Linked DNA regions of Rattus norvegicus: region 2 is linked to region 1. The links are chromatin contacts, called in public Hi-C maps. All regions are on one chromosome and are shown on one strand. The core of a region is the stretch at or near the end of the contact, and the rest is flanking DNA. Distances in the headings are between cores, read along the strand shown. Region 1 holds the start of Galnt7 (polypeptide N-acetylgalactosaminyltransferase 7). Region 2 overlaps Galnt7 (polypeptide N-acetylgalactosaminyltransferase 7).

Evidence for each region. A called contact is a pair of places that touch in the nucleus more often than the background predicts.
Region 2: a contact with region 1 is called in a Hi-C map of the A7r5 cell line, with 3 times the contacts expected there. The contact joins the enhancer-like site here to the promoter of Galnt7 in region 1. A contact is called at or near these places in 7 of 12 Hi-C or Micro-C datasets (the A7r5 cell line, the Rat2 cell line, Schwann cells and 4 more) and 1 of 1 datasets of contacts at active chromatin or transcription factors (oligodendrocytes).

Annotation. Positions count from the first base shown.
Region 1 is chr16:37,587,810-37,591,193 of GRCr8, reverse strand. Galnt7 (polypeptide N-acetylgalactosaminyltransferase 7) reads right to left here and starts at 1,772. Exons shown (of 12, transcript NM_022926.2): 1 at 1,595-1,772. The coding sequence starts at 1,720.
Region 2 is chr16:37,673,766-37,677,149 of GRCr8, reverse strand. All of the region lies in intron 2 of Galnt7 (polypeptide N-acetylgalactosaminyltransferase 7), which reads right to left. Among named protein-coding and RNA genes, the nearest start is that of Hmgb2, 48 kb to the left of the region's middle. Within about 2 kb of position 1,724, at least 14 of the 93 cell types and tissues checked have an H3K27ac peak or open chromatin away from gene starts, as enhancers often do. A contact at or near this core is called in the A7r5 cell line and prefrontal cortex, where this site is marked.

The DNA.
Region 1 (3,384 bases), core at 523-3,022:
CTTGAAAAAAATCAATTTCAATATTCATCTCATCAAATCAGTTTAAGAGCAAAAAATGTATTCAAAAAAATTCACTCCAAACACAGTGAAAAGGAAAAATTGTTTCAATTTAGACAATTAAGGTTGGACTCCAATTCAGTAAAGCCAGCCTCAGGTACTGCAATTTACAGATTAAGTTGTGTCGTAAGCCTTATTCTTGGAAGGTCATCACAAGCCTTTGCCCCCTCAACTTCTTGACGCTAACTTTCCAAAAGTAAAGTTGGCGTGATCGTGATCGTGATCGTGATCGTGTAGATGCAACTCTGATTTTGCAAAAGGCACTTTCTTAGAGATTCCTCCCACGGCTACCCAGATCCTGTGTCCGGAACTCCTAGTGTCTTCCACTCCCTTCTAAGTCTAAACTGGACTCGAGCCTGTGGGCTTGGAGGGCTCAGAGGATGAGGAACTCGAGGCGGGTGTAACGGTTCGCCATGCTGAGGGTGGGGGCTGGGGGTCAAGCTGGGGAAGTAGGAGCGGAGCAGTTCGCGCCGCCAACTGCCCGGTGAGCGTAGCACAGTGGCCGGATCCCGGTAACTAAAGTTCCGAGCAGCCTGACTAAACCCTCAAAGCCAGGCACTGTCAAGGCTAACGCCAAGCGCCGAGGGCGGCAGACGGATGCGTCCCAGCGGAGCGCGCCTCTCGGCGTCAAGCTGATGGAGCAGGCAGCGAGGGGCGGCCAGGAGCCGGCACAAGTTAGGTCCTCGGCTGGAGCAGCTCAGCTAGGGCCCGGGGAGGGCGGACAGCTCTCGATCCGCAGGACGAGGCAGCGTAGTGGGCGGGCGGGCGGACGGGATCCCCAGCGTCCGGGTGCGGGGACGCCGATGCGGGTGGGGACGCGTCTCTCACCCTGTCCGGGAATCGAAGGGACAGGGATGCGGGGCGAGGCCTCTGCAACACGTCGCACCCGGCTCCTGGCCACGGGAGTTGCGGGGAGGCGGCGCCGTGGGCTGGAGCCCGAGGCGAGCAGGCTGGGGGCGCCCCCCCGGCGAGCACCCGGACTGGGCGGGACCACAGGAGAGGCTGGACCGCAGGGCCTGCTCCACCGGACCACAGCGGCGGCGCCGGCATCTCGCCTCCTTCAGGCCTGCACGCGCCACAGGCCGCAGTTCGGACCAACCCCGCGCCCGCCCGCCGCTAGCGCGGGGGTCGCAGCTCCGAGTGGGACATCGACCAGCCTCGGCTCCCCGGAGCCGACTCTGTCCCGCGATTGCGCCCCGGTAGTCGCGGCGTTTGAGCGGCCGCCTAGCCGCCTGGTCGCCGCCGCGGCGGCAGCGGCAGCGGCAGCAGCAGCAGTAGCGCGGGTGACGGCGCTGAACCCGGGGCGGGGACGCGCGGGAGGAAGGGGCGGCCAGGGGGCGGCCGGCAGCGGCCGAGGGGTACCCGCGGCGTAGGGCTAGGCGCCCCCGATCGGCCGGCGCCGGGCCAGCGCCACCTGCGGAGCTGCGGCGCCCACGCGGCCGCGACCCCGCCGCCCCTCGCTCCCGCCACACACGCGCGCGCAAACAAAACAAGTTGCAGGTCGCCGCTGCCGGAGGGGGCCAGGCGGGTCACTCACCCTCATCCTGCTCAGTGGGCTCGGGTCGTCGGGTCGCGAGGACAGGGAAGACCAGAGGACCACGAGCCCCAGGAAGCTTCCCACCACCAGCAAACTGCGTAAGATGAACCCGATCTTCAGCCTCATCTTCCTCCGGCGGCGAGAGACACACAGCCGGGCGCAGCCGCCGCCACCGCTCTCCCCTCCCTCCTTCCTCCTCCCCCGGCCCTCCTCCTCCTCCTCCTTTTCCCCCCTCCCGGATCACTACGCCCGCCGCCCTCCCCACCGCCTGCCCTCTCCAGCTCCAGATCCGGAACTCCCCTCGGCTTTACCTTCCCCTGGCTCGCCCCTCCGCCCCCTCCCTGCGCCTGCCTCTGCGCTGCGCTGCCGCACCCCCCTCCCCTCCGGCGGGCCTCCGCAGAGCTCCGACCGGCCGGAGTGTGTAGCTCCCTAGGCTTCCTTTCTCTCTACCTGCCCGCTCTAGCTCCGCAGTCCCCCCTCTCTCCACCCGCGACCCCGAGAACCCCCCTGCGAGTCCCTAGTAACCTTGGAACTAACTTAACATTTTCCCCCAGGTCTGGTCTTAGCCTCTCTCTAGGCTCCGCTTCCTAAAGCCTGCAGATCCCCAAACTTTTATTGTAATTATGGATCAAAACTCTGTCCTTGATGCCCGTGCCCTCTCTGGATGCTGCCACCCGTCCCCCCTCAAGTGGACCTGCAGCCACCCTGCTGCTCTGCCCTTCCCGACGCCCACTGCCCAATCACCCCAGCCAGAGGCTTGCAGAAAGGAAACCAGGAAGTCAGCCACCGCTGCTGCAGCAGTAGCTCCACGTGGCTGATTTATAGCTGGATTTTTTTTTTAATCTTTTTTTTTCACAGGGCTCCTTAAGGAGGTGGATTTGTAATCGAAAGGCCCAGGTGAGATGTGCAAACACCACAGAACTAAAAGAGGACTCACGTGGAAAGACAGTATTACCTTTCCTCTTGAGCTTAGAAAGCTAAGTCGACTAACTAACTCACCATACCATCCTTGTTGATGGAGTTGTAAGTTCCTACTCTGGGGAAAGTGGATTTTAAAATGTTACACACATGCATCGTTGCTTCTCTCACAGCTGATTTTTCCAGGAAAGGATATTGGCAAATGTTTAGCTACACGCCTCTCCCTTGTACATTGTGCCAAAGATGTCAATCACTTTAAATCACAGTCTACAGTGTGTGCCATACTCCTAAACTACTCAATTTGTCGAACAAATGCTTTTCGGTAGCAAGCTTAAGGATGGTGTAAATTGGCCTTTTCTAATCCTAACATTGCCTTGTCTGCATGCATTTTGCTTTAAGAACGAGTGAAACTTGCTTAAGTCTACCTGAGAGTGACCAACATTCTATATACTGTTGTTCAGGTGCGTTTTTCTATTGAGAAGATGGCAAGCTATGACTATGAGCACAGCTGGGCACATAAACAGCTGAGAAGTGGCTCTCGTCACTGAAGTGATGTGAGCCACCCAACTGCTGTCACTATTCTAAGACGACCCTGCCACCCCAACTTGAAATATGAAAGGCCAAAAAGTTCGAAATTGATGAACAGACATTTGGTTGTAAAAGCTGGTGTTCCTCTGAGTTCTTCACTTTGTTTAAGTGAACCTGGAGGTAGGCCTTAAGACACTCGCTTTTCTCCACAGTTGCTGGCAGGCAGCCTTTGTAGAGAACTCTTTAGAAAATGAGAAGCTGCGTTAAATGCCTGGGTCAGGAAAAAGTCACACTTAGCCTCTCTGAGCCTAGAGCCCTTATCTGCCAAAGTCATGATTATAACA
Region 2 (3,384 bases), core at 475-2,974, 86 kb before region 1:
AGAAAACCGGTGGTTCTGTTATCAAGTACACTGTTCATTCCTTCCCAGACAGGAAGTGTATTTCTCATAGCCCTCACTCACTCTTTCCAAAGCTCTCCCACACATATCATCTCATCCAAGTCTCTTGCAAGACAAGATTTTTTTTTAAAAAAATCATTCATTTTCTACGTATAGGAACTGAGGACTTTAGGTTGTATGACTTGCCCAGTCAAAGTTAACAATGGAAGTGGTTTTAAGAGTGAATCCTTCAGTTCTAGCTTTAAAGTTCTTTCCCTTAGGCCATAAGTTTCCTCACCATCACTTACAAGTACATGCTTATAAAGCAAATAGGAAAATAACTTATGCATTTTCACCCAGACAGAAGGAATGCTTAGCTACTAACAAAAATGACGGCCACACAGCCTGGAGGATTTCTGCCTGCTTTGAACGGTCGAGGACATTAAATATGTTTAAAAAAACCCTTAGGAATGCTAAACTGTGTTTTTTTGGGATAGCTTCCTTCAGAGTTTCTCTCTTTTTTTTTTTTTTAAAGAAAAACATACTCAGACAGATGTGTCCAGTTAATGATCTGAAATCTCAAACCACAGTCAAAAAAAAAAAAATCTGGCAGTGAGTCCTAGGCCAGGACATATGTTCTTGTATATTTCTTCAAAACTCCCTGGGAAAGAAAAGAAAAGAAAAAAGAACACTTCACAGTGCAAGCCATATGTTTATAGCTATATTGGACTCTCGTTTCACATATGAGCTTGCATATGATATTCTAATTTTATAGAAATGCCAGCTTATCAAACACCAATATACTTGAGCTAAAACAGCAACCACTAAGAGAGTGAAGGATCGACACCCTGTAGACCGTGCCCAGATGTGTGGGTTGGCGTCTCCAAGCTAGTTAATTAATGTAGGCTTTGCTCATTCTGTGAGGGATTTCAGGCACCTCACAAAGACAGAGAATGGACATCCCGGAAGTTAAAAACAGAAGGAATGGAGAAGGAAAGAGGGTAGAGAGAGAAGCAAGAGTGCAATGTATAAGGTGCTTCGCAGAGTGTGAAGGGTCTGACGCACTGCTCACGAAGAACACACCGACGACAGAGCCCGCCTGCATTCTGCTGACGGGTACACCCTTACTTTCTAGATACGTCTTATGAGTCTGCCATGCAGAATTTTTCTAGCAGTAGAACCTCATCAAATCTATGTTTAAGAAACCCATTGTTCAGCTGAAGTAAACTATTCTTGGCTTGAGGTCCAGATGGGAGTTATTTATTTTATTTTATTTTTTTATTTTATTAAACACCGGGTCTTATGCTAGATGCATACGGTAATGAGTTTCACTGGGCTCTGCTTAGATGAAGCCTTCAGTGGCAACAGTGGCAATGTGCCAAGCGCAAGCCATTACAAACAGTTGTGCAGAGAACAGGTTGAGAGCTGAAGTTCAGCACAGATTTGAAGATCACACTTTGCAAACATTCCCTCAGATGTTTATTGAGTCATCTTCCGCTCCACATTTCTTCACTCGGTGAGTGGCGATACGCCTTCATGGTGCTCTAATTACAATAAGGAACTCGCCTCCACCATATGGAGGGCTGGCATTTCCAAAAGCACATTTCAACTCTGTTAATGACTGAAGAAGAGGTAGGCACTCGCAGGGTAGCGTGGTAACATCGGGTTGGTGTTACTGGATACTTTCCAGACAGAATCGTTAGATATCGAAGACTCTGCAGTGCCTTGCTGTGGAGTCTTACATCACGACTCATACTCTACTGCAAACGAAGGAGGCACAGCACCCAGACTCTACTGTAAAGTTGAGAGAGGTTGAGAAGAGCACATAATACAGCTAGCATTTATTACCTCCCTGGCCAGTTGGCTTTGGCAGCTGATGTGACTATGTCAACCATGCTCAGTGATTTCGGTCATTGGAAGCATTAGGGTCCAGGTAGTTCATTTAACATGTAGTGTAACGGACATACAGGGAATAGTTAGTAAAGAAGAGGAGACTAATAATCCTATTTCAAGAAATTGTGAGTCTACTTCTTTTCTGGCATAAGAGAATCTTTACTGCCCCCGCCCCCAATGCCCCCAATTCACCCTGAGATAAGGCTGGCCTCGAACTCCTGCTCCAACTGCCTCCATGGGTCAGGAGGGTGGTGCTAGGGACTGACCGGGGTTGTTGTGCGGCAGGTAACACTCTACTACAGTACATCTCTACTTCCCATCTTCTTTTCTGGTGCAATGGTGCAGTACTTTTACAGAATGCCCTCTGAAACTCATTAAGACTGAGCTGCTGCAGCGCTTGCCTAGCAAGCACAAGGCCCTGGGTTCGGTCCCCAGCTCCGAAAAAAAAAAAGAAAAGAAAAAAAAAAAAGAAAAGAAGACTGAGCTGCTGCTAGGTATCAGGCAGTGCATTTCATGCATGGTGGACTCAGGTTCTATGAACCGGGAGCATATGTATGTAAATTTTCATCCCGAAGAAGGCAGATGCCAGGAAGGCTCAAACCCAAGATTTTGGAAAACATTCTAGTTCATGTTCCTTGAAAAACCTCACGAGGAACCCAAGAACTTAACACATTTCAACATCTCAAGAAGGCCTCTGCCACTTGGGAAAATGGGCCATGAACTTTCACCTTCTTCTCAAAGTCCTCCAAGAATTTTGAGTTGATCAGCCAATGTGTGAAGGAGGTTGTTGTCAAACAGGAAGGAATAAGAGAAAAGGCAAGACAATTCCATTCTGTATGACATCATTGCCACGTGCAAACTGGATGTGGACAGCAGGAGGGAGGGGATGGAGGGGAGGGGGAGAAGGAGAGGGAGAGGGAGAGGGAAAGACTCCAGAATTGAAAACTACTATGGAGGAAAGGCCAGTTCTCTGGCCTGGACACTCAGAGATCTGTTCTACTGAGATGACTAGCAATGAACACAAAGACCGAGTCATCACAGCATTTCTGCAACAGTGGGGAGCTAGGAATGGTTCCGAATGTCCCAAAATAAAGGACCAGAAAAATGAATTGTGGCCATCCAGGAGTTGGAATGACTAGCACACAGATAAGAAAATAGTGCTTCAGGAAACCAACCAAAACAAATATTTAAAGACACATAAAATGTGTCCTGGAATTTATTTATCAATTAATCGTTGCCACCTAACTTCACTGTTTTGTTTTTTTTTAAGATTTGTTTACTTTTTGTATGTGAGTACACTGTCACTCTCTTCAGACACAGCAGAAGAGGGCATCGGATGCCATTACAGATGGTTGTGAGCCACCATGTGGTTGCTGGGAATTGAACTCAGGATCTCTGGAAGAGCAGTCAGTGCTCTTATCCTGAGCCATCTCTCCAGAGCCTTAACTTCATTTTTTTAAGTACCTTGAAGTTGATGTGGTAGTGTATGCCTAT